Linked DNA regions of Oryctolagus cuniculus: region 1 is linked to region 2. Evidence: chromatin contacts called from public Hi-C data. All regions are on one chromosome and are shown on one strand. Each heading gives the region's core, a stretch centred on a gene start, on an enhancer-like site or on the middle of the called end of the contact. The rest is flanking DNA. Distances are from core to core; before and after follow the strand shown. Region 1 overlaps AOX3 (aldehyde oxidase 3). Region 2 overlaps AOX2 (aldehyde oxidase 2).

Region 1 (7,224 bases), core at 3,872-6,371, 170 kb before region 2:
TGCACCTTGGTAAGAGATACTTGTTTGGGGGCTATCACATCACCAGGCTCTGACAGACCTGGTGTGCTCCCCCAAATTTCATAGGGCCTGCTGTCTGTAAGACACAGGTGAGACTCACCCAAGGCCTGCCTGAGTAGCAACCCACAACTTTGGTCAGACAGCAAAGAAACACAGGAGTGTCTTGGAACTCCATGCCAGACTGATAAAACTCAGCATTAAGCAGATTCTAACAGTGTCTATCCATAGATCAGTGGCTGCAGACTGAGCCTGTGGGCCTGATTCGGTGCCCAGTGGAATTCTGTGGTCATGGTTGAGCAGTCTGATTAGCAGTAGCTAGTAGCTGCAGTACTGGGCAGTGAGCTCACCTGAGCAGCAGAATAGAGAGGCACAAATGAAGCCAGATTGCTAAAACCAGTCCTTCAATGCACAAATAATCTTTACTCCAACAAGATCAAGAACTTTCAGGGAACCATGATCTCACCTAAAGAGCAAAATACGTTGCCAGAAACCAGTCCTCTAGAAACTGAAATTTCCGAATACTCATATGAAGGTTTCAAAATAACCATATTAAGGAAATGCAATGAAATTAAAGAGGACAAAGACAAATGATTCAGTGTTCTAACACTGAGGGTAGATTTGATAGAGAGATGGAAATAATTAAACAAAATTAATCAGAAATCCTTCAACTGAAAAATATATTAAGTGAAATTAAAAACATAGTAGAAGGCATCAGGAGCAGAATGAATCAGACAGAAGAAAAAATCAGTGAGTTCAAAGACAGGCTATTTAAAAATAGGAGAGAAAAAGGATCAAAAGGAATGAAGAAAGCTTATGGGATACATGGGATAGTGTGAAAAGAGTAAATATTCAAGTTATTGGTATTCAAGAAGGACTAGAGAATTCCAAAGGGGTAGAAAGCATATTCAAAAAGATAATGACAGAAAACTTCCTAAACATAGAGAAAGATACAGGGATACAGGTAGAGGAAGGTCAAAGGCCACTATTTTAACCCAGATTTTATTTTAACCCAGGTCAGATTTTAACCCAACCAAGTCTACTCCAAAACATATTGTAATCAAGTTCTATAAGGTTAAAGGTAAAGATAGAATTCTCAAAGCTGCAAGAGAATTTAAGCAAATAACACATAAAGGGGTCACAGTTTATCTGACTACAGACTTCTCAACAAAAGCCTTACAGGAGAGAGTGGAATGAGACTTCTGTAGACATGCAAGGACATACCATGTTCATGGATTAGAGGAATCAGTATCATTAAAATGTCATACTGCACAAAGCAATTTACAGATTCAATGCAATCTTGATAAAAATCTTAATGACATTTTTCACAGAACTAGAAAGAAACACTATTAAAATTTATATAGACTCACAAAAGACCCTGAATGGCCAAAGTACTCTTGATCACAATGGAAAAATAAAAAGATATTATATTACCTGACCTTAAAATATATTCTAAAGTTGCAATAATTTAAACAACATGGTATTACATAAAAACATATCCATAGACCAATGGAACAGAATAGAAATCCTGGAAGTAAGCCACATATCTGTAGTAAATTGATCTTTGACAAAGGTGCTAAGAACATGCATTGGAAAAAGGATAGTCTTTTAAATAAATGGTGCTTGGAAAATTGAATATACACATGCAGAAGAATGGAACTAGATCCTCCTTGTTCATCATTTACAAAAATCAGCTCAAATGAATTAAAGACCTAAATGTGAGACCTGAAACTTTTAAACTATTAGAAGAAAACACTTCAGGACATGGGACTAGGCAAAGATTTCCTGGATTAGCCCTCAAAAGCACAGGAAATAAAAGGAAAAAATAGACAAATGGTATTTCATCAAACTAAAGAGCTTTTTTAAAACAAAGAAAGCAATCAACAGAATGAGGAGACAACCCATAGTATAGTAAAAAAAAAAATCTACAAGCTATATATCTGAGAAGAGGTTAATACTCAGGATATATAAAGAATTCATACAACTCAATAGCAAAAAAACCAAATGTTACTATTTTAAAATGAGCAATAGATCTAAATAGACATTTATCAAAGGAAGGCATAAATATGGCGAATAGGTAAATGAAAAAATACATAACATTACGAATCATCAGGCAAATGCAAAGCAAAACCACAATGAGATATCACCTCACTCCAGTGATATTGGCTGTTATCCAAAAGACAAAGGTAACAAGCATTGGCTAAAATGTGGAAAAAAGGGAACACTTGGATGCTGTTGACAGAAATGTAACTTAGTACAGCCATTGTGGAAAACAGAATGGAGGTTCCTCAAAAAACCTAAAGATAGAACTACCATGTGCTTCAGCGATCTCACTTCTGGGTATATATCAAAGGGACATAAAATCCACCTTTCAAAGAGACATCTGCATTCCCTTGTTTATTGCAGCACTGTTCACAATAGCCAGGAGAGGAAAGCAGCCTCAGTGTCCATCAAACGATGAATGGATATTACTCAGCCATTAAAAGGGATGCAGTCTTGTCATTTGCAGCAACGTGGCTAGAACTGGAGGTTAAGGAAAATAAGCCAAACACAGAAAGATAAATATCACATACCTCACTCATATGTGGAGTTTAAAAAAAAAAACTCAATCTCATAAATGCTGAAGATATAATATAGTGACCAGAGGCTGGGGAGGGAAGTGGGGAGGCAGAGGGATTGTGCAAGGTTGATTGATGGACACTAGGTGATAGCCAGATAGGAGTAAGAAGTTCTGGGGTTCTATTGCACAGTAGAGTGAAGATAGCCATTGTAATTTATTGTATATTTCTCTATAAACAAATCAAAAAATGTGATTTGGGGATGTTTTCATTCTAAGGAAATATATGTATCTTCTCCTTAACAAATGCTTAACCTTTAAATGTTAAATGCGTCACAGGATAAATATAGTTACTCTGGACATCGCACAATGTATACATGTAAGGAAACACCATATAGAACTAGACCGATGTGTGCAATTTTGTGTTTCTTAAGTTTTTGTTAAAAATTTTTAATTAAAGATGATAACATGGAGGCTTAGATGGTTTTAGTGAACTACCTAAGACCTTACAGCTAGTTGTGGTAGAGGTAATATTCCATCTCAGCCCTGTGCTCTACGGTACAGGTGAATTCTGCCACATTATCCCAGGACATGTCTGCAACAGTTCATGTTGACAAGGGATTGCTTGTTCTCATTTTTATTCCTTCCTGGCATGTTACTTGGTCCGTTTTTGCTACAGGTGATTTGTGTGGGTCAAATTGTCTGTGCTGTGGCTGCTGACTCGTACGCCCATGCCAAGCAAGCCACGAGAAAGGTGAAGATTGTGTACAAAGATGTGGAACCTGTGATTGTGAGCATTCAGGTAATGTCAGCATCTGCTGGTCTTTTGGTCATTTGTCAGTCTTGCCAGAAAGTTCCAAAGCATGTTGTGAAGCCCTTTCATCTTGTGACATTTTCCAGCTGCTATGCTGGTATCAGAGACCGGAAAGTCTATGAGGGTGCTTCCCAAAGGCCATGGAAAGGTGTAGTTAAAGGTGATTTCATTGTGCTGGAAAACATTTGTGAACCCCATGCAGGTTTTTCATAATACACACTTTCCACAAACTTCTTGAAGACCCCTACTATTTTCTCCTAAGAAATTCACATTGCCCTACTTGCTGGAAATGTGTCCTCTTAGCCCACAACAGATCTCTAGTTGTTCCCATTGCCCCTAAGAACACTGGAAATACGATTGGGAAAGTTCCAAATTCCAAGGTTGGTATTGCCTCTCAGGTGGATTTTAACATTTTACATTTAAAATTCATTTTCCTTACCTCCTGTACAATGTTCCAGCTACCCTGGTCCTTTGTTGCCCTTAATTTTCTCTTTCCTTGTGTGCAACCAGTTCACTCTCATTTGAGTGTGGCCAGTGGCCTTTTTTTCTGAGCTTTTCTGCACTTTTTGGGTTTCAAGGTAAAAGTGCAGTGATTCCTTTTGTGCATCCTGGATATGATGCTAAAGAGGGCAATAGCACAATTACCCAGAGAAGCCACAGGGAAAGATTTTATGTGCACTGTATTGGGCAGGCGGGGCAGCCCACTGGATACCCTCTGCTCCTTTACCTAAGAACAGAAACTGAAGATCTGTCCACAAATGAATACAGTGGAATCACCTCTCACTTGGGAACAGGTTCTTTATGAAAACAAAGAATGACCAAAATAAACCTTAATATACTACACCACTGGGCGGGGGGAAAGCCATTGTAATTCATAAACTGTACTTTGGAAATTTATATTTACTAAATAAAAGTTTTAAAAAAATATACTACACTGCTATACCAAGACAAACCAAGACAAAAAGGACTAAAGATTGAAAGGTCAAAAGTGAAATCCAAAAAGTACAAGAATAAAGCATGGGAAAACTCCTTAATAATAATTTTAACAGTGAACCAAACTCTAAAGTTTATAAGAGAAAATATTAATTTGGCTACATATAACAAAGAAAATTATAATAGTCAAAAGAAGCATTAATTGGGAAAATATTTGCAAACCATACTGTGATCAATAAGCCAAGTTCCTAAGTATATAAAGATTTCCTAGAAATTAGGAAGAAAAATCCAATAGAAAAGTGAGCAAAGAATACAAGGAGACAGAGCACAGAAAGAAAATACAAACAGCCCTTATATAGGAAAAGAGGTTTGATTTATGAATAACAAGAGAAATTTAAATTACAAGCTACAATGAAATGCCACAGTTAACTTATCAGATTGGCAAAAATAGAAAAGTTTGACAATTCATACACTTGGCAAACTGTGGGAAAACCGGTGCTCTCTTATCTTGCCAGTAGAAGCATAAACTGGGAACAGCATATATGAAGGGAAATTTAGAAATAACCATTGAAATTCCAAACGTGTATACCCTTTAACGAGCAATCCCACTCTGGGAATTTAGCATGCAGCTTAGCAGACCCACCTGCCAGATAATGTGTTTTACAAGTTCTTCTTTGCAGTGTAATTTATAGTCATAAAATACTGGAAACAACTCAAGGGTCCTTCGATGTATGCAGTGGAATCCTACGCAGCTGTATAAATTTTTTAAAGAATGAGGATGTTCTCTCTGCACAGAAATAGAAAATTCTCCAAGTTACACTGTCAAGTGAAAGGCAAAATGCAGAGAAATATGCAAAGTGGGGCGTGTAGTACTACAGATTCCCACTTGCTTGTATCTGCAGAGAACCTCTATAACAGCACATGAAGAGTAGCAGTGGAGTGTACCTTTGGAGGGAGTGGGTGGAAACCAGACACAGGGACAGGCATGGACAGGGCAAAACTCACCAAATACATTCTGCTTCTGTTTCATTTTTTTAAAAAGATTGATTTATGTATTTAATTGAAAGACGGAGTGACAGAGGAGAGACAGAGAAAAAAGAGATCTTCCATCTGTTGTTTCATTCCCCAAATGGCTGCAAGAGCCAGGGCTGGGCCAGGCTAAAGCCAGGGGCCAGGGACTCCATCCTGGGTGGGAGAGAGAGGAGTTGCAACTTCGGTAAATGTTGAGGTTCACAGTTTAGCTAAATAGTCCTATGATGAAGCTCCATTGTCTGTTGAACGCATTTCCTGACCTTTGCCAGCCCCAGAGATACTGTCTGAAAAGAGAAGCTGTGCTCACTGGGCACCAGACATCATGTTTGAAATCTGTGCTGCCCTAGGGGATTCTGGGATTGATAGTAAATACCAAATACGGTTTTCAGTGTGAGGGTTATGGAGGTGATCAATGTCAAAAATATTGAACTGGGCAGGGGCTGGTGCTGTGGCGTAGCGGGTAAAGCTGCCATCTGCAGTGCCAGCATCCCATATGGGCACTGCTTCCGGCCATTGCGGCCATCTGGGGAGTGAACCAGCAGATGGAAAACCAATCTCTCTCTCTCTCTCTGCCTCTCCTCTCTCTGTGTAACTCTGACTTTCAAGTAGATAAATAAATTTAAAAAAAATTTTAAAATATTGAATTGGGCAACATGGGTAATATTTTGTATTTGTTACTTCCCACAGGATGCAATAAAACACAAATCATTCATTGGTCCTGAAAAGAAACTAGAACAAGGAGATGTTGAGAAGGCATTTCAAGCTGTTGATCAAATCATTGAAGGTAAATTCATGAATCCCTTTTTATCATGGGGCTTTTTAATACATGAATGCTGCTTGGATCAAGACGACACCTCTGTAGAACTTGGGTGAAGCTGATGCATCTTAATTCTCATGGAAATTAGTAAAGAGATGAACAGTCCAGAACATCAAATTCAGAGAGGAGGGGAAAGTTTGTGAAGGGCCTTGATTTTCCCCAAATTATACTGATTCCGTAGAGCAGCTCTTTAGTGCACCTGGCAGTGCAGTTTGGATAGAAAATAGAAAAGTGGCAAAGAATGCAAGCACACAGAACCCACGAAGAAAACATAAACAGCCCTTACATAGGAAGAGATGTTTGACGTGAGGTCCAAGGGGCCCACAGACATACACAGGGCACTGTCCAAAGGCAGTTAGAAAGGAATTCTGCGCGGGAGGGCAGTGGAGGATGGCCCAAGTACTTGGGCCCCTGCACCCTCATGGGAGACCAGGGAGAAGCACCTGGCTCCTGGCTTCAGATCGGTGCAACGCTGGCCAGAGGTGCCATTTGGGGGGTGAACCAACGGAAGGAAGACCTTTCTCTCTGTCTCTCTCTCTTACTGTCTATAGCTCTATCTGTCAAATAAATAAATAAATAAATAAGGAATTCTGCGGTTGAAGATGTGGGGTCCCATGAGAGAAACTATCAGTCAACAAAGTCACCGAAGGCGAGAATGACATCTAAAAAAATCCATTTAACAAACACGGCGGCTTCAACAAGTTCATGGGAAATGGAATTAAAAGATAATCTTAAGTTGGTGCAGAAACATTTTGAAATCCATAAATACAAGAAGTCTTCAAAAAGCTCATAAAATGCATACTATGAGAAAACTGTATTTTTTAAAAAAATTTGCACCAAAGTAAACATCTTTTAATTTCATTTTTCTGCAGTCTTCTTAAAAGTATCTATTTTAGGTATTTGAAAGGGGCCATGACAAAATCTTCAGCAACATGTTCACTTGGAGTTAGTATTAAATTCCCAGACTTCTATCTTCTAGAGAACTATAACTGGACAAACCTAATGATCTCAAGGTTTACATCCTGAACATAAATTCAAGGGCTACCCAAAGACATT
Region 2 (7,366 bases), core at 598-3,097:
CCTCTTTCAAGGCTCTCTTTAGCGCCACAACCCCTTTCTCAAGCAAGTCTTAAGTATACTAAGTAAATGAAAATGGTTGCTCCATCTGTAGGTAGGGGAAGGCTTTTCCCCCTGCCTCCCCTGTCCTCAGGAGGGCCCTGCAGAGTAAAATTCAAACTCCTGAAGTAACCCAGGCCTTCCTTATAGATGAAGAAACTGAGATGCAAAAAATGGAAGCAGATTCACCCCAGCTCCCCAGTCTGGCCGGTGGTCAGCTGCAGCACGCCCCGCCCCCAAGTCCAAAGCTGGCAGCCACTGCCTGCTCCCTTTTCCACCCTGCCCAGCCCAGAGGCCAGTCCCACTGGCTGTCTGCACCCACTGCTGGGTTAGCTTCTGCAGCTGAAACGAAGCCAGATCCAGAAATCTGAGTAAGCAAACAATGCACCATCCTCCAGGCCTCTTAAAATTAAAGCATGAGTGCCCTCTAGTGGCTCCTGGAGAAGTCGCTTTGCCTCTCACAGTTTTCCCAAGGCCCAGGAGAGTGAAGGACACTGCGGAGAGGGGCAGGCCGGGAGGAATGTGGTAGAGCCATCCTGGCCACCCTGCACCCCCAGCAGCTGCCCCAGGAAATAAACTCCTGGAAGAGCTTTAATCTTTAATCAAATGCATATCTAAATTTTCCATGTTCGTCCATATCACCTACACATTTGGCTCAGTATACTTGTTTTTTTTTTTTTTTTCCTCAAAATCTTCAGTAAGCACTCCAGAAAGTCACTGTATAACAGTCCATAGGCCCAGGAACTCCAAAAAGCATGGGGTAAAAATGAAATCCCCTTTCTGAAACTCATACTTGAAGCCATTTCTAATGCCACTGAAATGTAAACTAAGTTTTGTGCTGAAGGATGGAATAAAATATGAATAGAGTATACTTGATCTAGCAGGTGAGATGCCCTCATCCCAAATGACAATGCCTGGGTTCAATTCCCAGCCTCAGCTCCTGACCCAGCACCTGCTAATGCAGACCCTGGAAGGCAGCAGTTGTGGCATAGGTCATTAGGTTCCGGCAACTCTTGTGGGAGACCTGGATTGAATTCCTGGCTCCCGGCTTTGGCCCCAGCCAAGTCCTAAACATCACAGGCACTGAGGAGCTCTCTCTGTCTTTCTCTACCTCTCCAATAAATAATAATCCAGTATAACCCACCACAAAGTGATATGATTTTTTTTTTTTTTTTTGACAGGCAGAGTGGACAGTGAGAGAGAGAGACAGAGAGAAAGGTCTTCCTTTTGCCGTTGGTTCACCTTCCAATGGCTGCCACGGCTGGCACACCGCGCTGATCCGATGGCAGGAGTCAGGTACTTATCCTGGTCTCCCATGGGGTGCAGGGCCCAAGGACTTGGGCCATCCTCCACTGCACTGCCTGGCCACAGCAGAGAGCTGGCCTGGAAGAGGGGCAACCGGGACAGAATCCGAAAGTGAAATGATATTATGAGCAATGGAAATTGCCAAGTGATAGCCTCACAATGGATCCATGTGGCCTCAGCCCAATTTGAAAGCTTAGGAGAACCCAGACAATAGAGTAGACAGTTGGCATTTCACTCTCGACTGGGACTTACTTGCTCTTTCCTATTTATGCCAAATCAGAGCCAGTTGTGCTGGTCTGTGTGATGCTTCTGACCTTAATAATAAAACTAAGTCTGTTTCTGAATAAGGCTCTGAATCTAATTAAGTGAAAGACAAGCTTAGCTTTCCTAGCACTTCTACAAAGACAAAACCAGAATTTTTGCAGAAGTTAAAGACCAGGCTCCAGTAGAACATGGGAGGGGGAAGCAACAGACCTCGGCTGGCAGGCCCAGGGCGGAAGCAGAGCCCACGTTACAGTGCGCTTTTTATAGATGTTGAGTCAGGGACAGGGTGAGCACTCCAGGCTAAGACATCTAGGGAGGGGGGACAGCTCAGTTCCTGTTAGACAAGGCTTGCTTAACATGCAGATAATAGGAGCAGCCAGTGGTTTTCCTAATCAATTAAGTTAGATGCAATGAGGGAAGCCGTAGGGGTGTTGTGTATGTTGGCAAGGGTAGGGAAGGTATTGTGCCAAGTCCCTTTTTAATATTGATAAAACACAGCCATGTGGAGGGTGAAATATTCTCAAAGATTAATCAACAAGAGAAAAGGCAAAGCCCAACTGGAACCGTGCTAAAAACAGACCAACTACACTTAGACCCCTGCCCTGCAAGTGATGTCAACTCAAACCCTACAGGTTAGAGTATTGTTCTGCAAACCCCAAGGAACTCTGGGTGCTGATTTTTAAAGGTGCCTGAGTCATCAGTGAGTACTGCAATTTGAAGACTGATTAGAACTCTTTCATCCTACACTGAAGTTCCTGTTATTATCCTGCCAATCCTCCAAAGTATGGATGCAGCTGTTGCCAATGGTTTGAATTATTTCCTGGCCAGTTAGCAAATAGTCTTGCTCTACCCCCTGGATGCTGTCTCACTGCCTCCCGGGTCCCTCCCTGGAAACCCCAAACTCTGTAAACTCAATAATGCCCAACATAATGCCTGACACAACTCCTTGTATTGGGCTCTGTCTTTTCTGACCAGCTGTTGTTCCTCGCAGGACTAATTATTGAAGACTTTTGAGTACCAAGTACAAAACCTGCCGTCAAAGCATTTTGTCTAGACAGTGGCCTGAAGATCTGAATGAACTTTGCCTTTATTCAGTATTAAATGATTTATTTGTTTGTTTTTATTTGAAAAGCAGGAAGGAACAAAGATTTTCCATCCACTGATTCACTCCCCAAATGTCCACAGTAGCCTGAGCTGGGTCAGGGCAATGCCAGGAGCCAGGAACTCAATCCAGGTTTCCCATATGGGTGGCAGGGATCCAAGGACTTGAGCCATCACCTGCTACCTCCCAGGGTGTGCATCATCCAGAAGCTGGATCAGTAGCTAAGAAGCCAGGACTCAAGCCCAGACACTCTGATATGGAATGTGGGCATCTTAAACACTGCGCCAAATGTCCACCCAGATCTTTGTCATTATCTCAATGCTATCAGATTTATCCCCTTTAACCACAAAGCAACTTCTCACAGCTTCACCACCATCAGACAAGAAGGGATCTTAGAAAGTTCTGGTAGGTTCTACCACCAGAGCGTTGTTACTGTCATTCATTCTTGCTAGCCTCCATTTGTCCAAAGAAGAATGTGGACTAGCTCAGAAATTCCCAAATCCTGCGATACACACAGGAAAACACACCACCTAGGGAGCCTTTTAAAAAGTCCTCTGCCCGGGGATGCTGGTCTGGTTGATCTGGGAGTTTTGAGCTCCCTGTGATTCTCTCTGCAGCCAGCAAGACAAAGTCCTACACAGGCTGAACACCAAGGCCCCGGTGCCATGGTTATGGTTCAACTGTTTCTCCACCCCCACCCCCAGCACCACCACCACCACTCAAAGACTACTTTCTTGCCAGGTCTAACGATTGGGGCTGGCTGCAGCCTGGCGCAGGTGAAGGACATCTTGGTTGAGAGGATATCTGAGCTCCCGGAGGAGAAAACCCAGACCTACCGAGCCCTCGTAAGGCACCTGCAGTCTCTGGCGGGCCAGCAGATCCGGAATCTGGCGGTAGGCCCCTGCTTTCAACCACCGCACACACCCAGTGCCTCCTGATCTCGCTGAAATGGTGAACTAGCCATGGGTAGAATCTGGACAATTGATGCAAAAGGCACAGTAAATAAATACTTGAAACTAGTGAACACCTTCATAAAGTATTTAAAAGAGAACCCAAAATCGAGTTCCTTAGAGCAGTTTCATAGAGAAGAACGTCATGGTTGTGCGGATCTTGGGGGAAAAGTGTGTCCAGCTTGATTCTCAGACTGCACTGGCAAAAGTATAGAATCTACAACGGGGAAGGTAGCCTGCTCTTCTCTGGATGGTTCAAACCACTGGAGGAAAGGATAAGGAGAAAAGAAAAAGAGACATTGCTTGGTTTCCAAAACATGTATGTTCCCTCTCCTGTGTACCCCAAATGGTATTTTAGAAATTCCTGGGACACGAGGAATCTGGGAGGACAGGTCTCCTTTGAAAAAGCTGTCAAGTCCAACGTGTTCTGTGCCCCGTCTGGGGCTAGGCCTGGACACGCCGGAGCCTGGCCAGGAGGTGGTGGCTGGAGGGTGAGGGTTGGAGACCACATCTGAAAGAGGAACGGCTGCATGACGACAGCCAAAGGGAACACAAGAGCTGCCACCGAATATCTATACACTCAGGAGGGACAGGTGCCACCACACGGGATCACACAGGATAGTCCCAGGGTGACCCATGGGTGAGCCTGCGAGGGGAAGCAATTTCAGCTCAGGGAAAACAAGGGAACTTCAAAACTGAGCTGCTGATAGAAGAAGGATTCCCTGTTCCTGGCTGTGTTCCAGCCCAGACCACAGCAGCACATGGGCAGTCACTGGACATTCCGTCACTCGTGGGTAGCAGGGTACTGAGATGAGGGGCTGGCTGTCTCCTTCCCAGTTCTGGGATGCTACAGGCTCAATCGGATCCAGGAGAAGTAGGCCAGGAAGTCGAGGGGCAATCTTCCACCAATGGTGTGGATGCCCCTGAACCCTGGCCCTTGCAGAGCCCGCGGGAGATGAGGCTGAGATTCTGTGGGCCCACGGCAGCATGGCCATCTCTGGGGCCATCTGCACTGTGGCCACGTCCGAGCTGGGTAGCGGGGAGAGCAGAACTGGCTGCGGAGCCTCGCTGCTTGGGCTCGTACCCAGGCCTGTTACCGCTTAGCTGGGAGACCACAGTCAAGTATCATCATTTCTCTCCACCTGAGTGTCCGCACCTATAAAAATCTGGAGGAGAAATGGAAATAAAAGATAAGGCCAGGGGCTGGCGCTGTGGCGCAGTGGGTTAATGCCCTGGCCTGAAGCGCCAGCATCCCATATGGGTGCTGGTTCTAGTCCCAGCAGCTCCTCTTCCCATCCAGCTCTCTACTATGGCCTGGGCAAGCAGTAGAAGATGGCCAGTGCTTGGGCCCCTGCACCCAAGTGGGCGACCCGGAGGAAGCTCCTGGCTCCTGGCTTCAGATTGGCGTAGCTCCAGCCATTGCAGCCATCTGGGGAGTGAACCAGAGGATGGAAGACCTCTCTCTCTGCCTTTCCTCTCTCTGTGTAACTCTGACTTTCAAATAAACAAATAAAAATCTTAAAAAAAAAAAAAAAAAAGATAAGCCCATTTTGGTGAGGGGGAAAAATGAAATCCACGCATAGTTTTTTCATAATACACATTTCCCATGAACTTTTTTTTTTTAACAGGTAGAGTGGACAGTGAGAGAGAGAGACAGAGAGAAAGGTCTTCCTTTGCTGTTGGTTCACCCTCCAATGGCCGCCGTGGCCAGCGCGCTGCGGCCAGCTCACCGCGCTGATCCGAAGGCAGGAGCCAGGTACTTATCCTGGTCTCCCATGGGGTGCAGGGCCCAAGCACTTGGGCCATCCTCCACCCATGAACTTTTTAAAGATACTTCATATGCATAAATTTAAAAATTTTTATACCAAATAAACATCTCTTTTTTTAAACTTATTTATCTGAAAGAGAGAGAAAGGGAGAGGTCTTCCATCTGCTGGTTCATTTCCCAAATACCCCAAGAGCTGGGGCTGAGCCAGGCTGAATCCAGGAGTCAAGAACTCCGTCCAGGTCTCCCACTGGGTGGCAGGGAACCAACTGCACTTGAGCCACCACCACTGCCTCCCAGGATCTACATTAGCAGGAAGCTAGAGTCAGGAGCCAGAGTCAGTAATTGAACCCAGAAGCTCCAACGAGGGACTTTAACTACCTGGTTAAATGCCCACCCCTCGCTGAGTGGTGTGTGTGTGTGTGTGTGTGTGAGTGTGTGTTTGCGAGGCAGAGTTACAGACAGAGAGGAGAGAGAGAGACAGAGAAAGGTCCTCCCTCCATTGGTTCACTCCCCAAATGCCCAAATGGCCGAAATGGCCGGAGCTGTGTCAATCTGAAGCCAGGAGCCAGGTGCTTCCTCCCAGTCTCCCATGAGGGTGCAGGGACCCAAGTACTTGGGCCATCTACTGCTATCCCAGGCCACAGCAGAGCCAGACCGGAAGAGGAACAACTGGGACTAGAACCGGTGCCCATATGGGATGCCAGCGCAGCAAGTGGAGGATTAACCCAGTGTGCCATGACGCCAGCCCCTTGCTGAGTGTTTTTATAATGAATTTGTATTGAATTTCATCAAGTGCTTTTTTTTGTATTTATGGAGAAAATAATTTTCTCCCTCTTTGTTCTGTTCAGTGACTTCTATTGATTTTCTAATGTAAAACTAACTTGGCACTCCTAAAGAAATTCCACTGGATCATATCTTACATATCTCTATATATTGCAGCTCCAAACACCACCCCCTCCTTATCTTTTCATTCCATTTTTCCAGAAACTTTTTCCACAGCATCAAATGTATCAGGAGGTTAGATAGCAGGCAGACGTACCAAATGCTGGGGAGTCTCAGCCGCCGGCAATGCCTCCTCTGTTCCAAAGGACCCAGCAGGGCCCCCTCGGACACTGAACGGAATCCCCTCTGTGAAGGGGGAAAGGACTAAAGTGGCCCAGAGTCCTCCAGACCCTTTCACAGCCACCGGGAGGACCAAAAGCAGGTGCCTGCGGGGTGGAGGAGTTGCGACAGTGACCGAGCTGTGACCCTCTCTCTTCAGTCCCTAGGAGGACATGTTATAAGCCGCCACTGCTACTCAGACCTGAATCCGATTCTTGCTGTGGGCAATGTGACTCTGAATCTGATATCTGAAGGTAAGCCACCCTGGGCCACTCTGGACTGCACCTAAAAGTCTCTGGTCTCTTTTTAGAGTTTAAGGAATTGCTCTACATCAGAAGCCAGGTCCCTGGTACTTGGTTCACCAAGGGGAGTCCAGGCACATTGCTGCAAGGGGTGGCTGGCGATTCCTTCTGACACCACACACAGGTGCCAGTGCACACACACACAGCTCACTCACACGTGTTAGCCCACATGTCTGTGCTTGGCCAGGGAACACGGGGTGGTGTACGGAGGCTGAGATGAGCACGAGCTTGCAGCGAGCACCCCCTCTGCGGCCTGAGGGACAGCCCACTGCCTCCTCCTCCTCTTCATGGACCTTTCTCCACCAACAGGGGCTGAGACCTCTGCCACACACCCTCTAAGTGCCCCTTTTCCCTCCCGTTGCCATGTCTGATGAGGACACATAGCTGACATTGTGGGTTCCAGGGGGCACGGATGGTCAATGGCTGGCTGAAGGGAGCAGTCAGAGGCAGCTCCCTGGTAAACCTCCCTTCCTTCCAGTGCACCCACGGTGCCTTCAACTGCTCTGCAGGTGTTAATGCCCTTGCAGCCCGGGGCTAA

Evidence for each region. Hi-C and Micro-C count contacts between places; a contact is called where the count stands out from the background.
Region 1: a Hi-C map of embryonic fibroblasts shows a contact between it and region 2, with 3 times the contacts expected there. The contact joins two enhancer-like sites. A contact is called at or near these places in 3 of 6 Hi-C or Micro-C datasets (embryonic fibroblasts, liver and skin fibroblasts).

What each region holds. Positions count from the first base shown.
Region 1 is chr3:39,420,583-39,427,806 of mOryCun1.1, reverse strand. It overlaps AOX3 (aldehyde oxidase 3), which reads left to right. Exons shown (of 35, transcript NM_001308460.1): 19 at 3,252-3,374; 20 at 6,039-6,135. Among named protein-coding and RNA genes, the nearest start is that of AOX3, 46 kb to the left of the region's middle. Within about 2 kb of position 5,121, at least 1 of the 8 cell types and tissues checked has an H3K27ac peak or open chromatin away from gene starts, as enhancers often do.
Region 2 is chr3:39,243,527-39,250,892 of mOryCun1.1, reverse strand. It overlaps AOX2 (aldehyde oxidase 2), which reads left to right. Exons shown (of 35, transcript NM_001297488.1): 11 at 3,449-3,600; 12 at 6,687-6,780. Among named protein-coding and RNA genes, the nearest start is that of AOX2, 21 kb to the left of the region's middle. Within about 2 kb of position 1,847, at least 2 of the 8 cell types and tissues checked have an H3K27ac peak or open chromatin away from gene starts, as enhancers often do.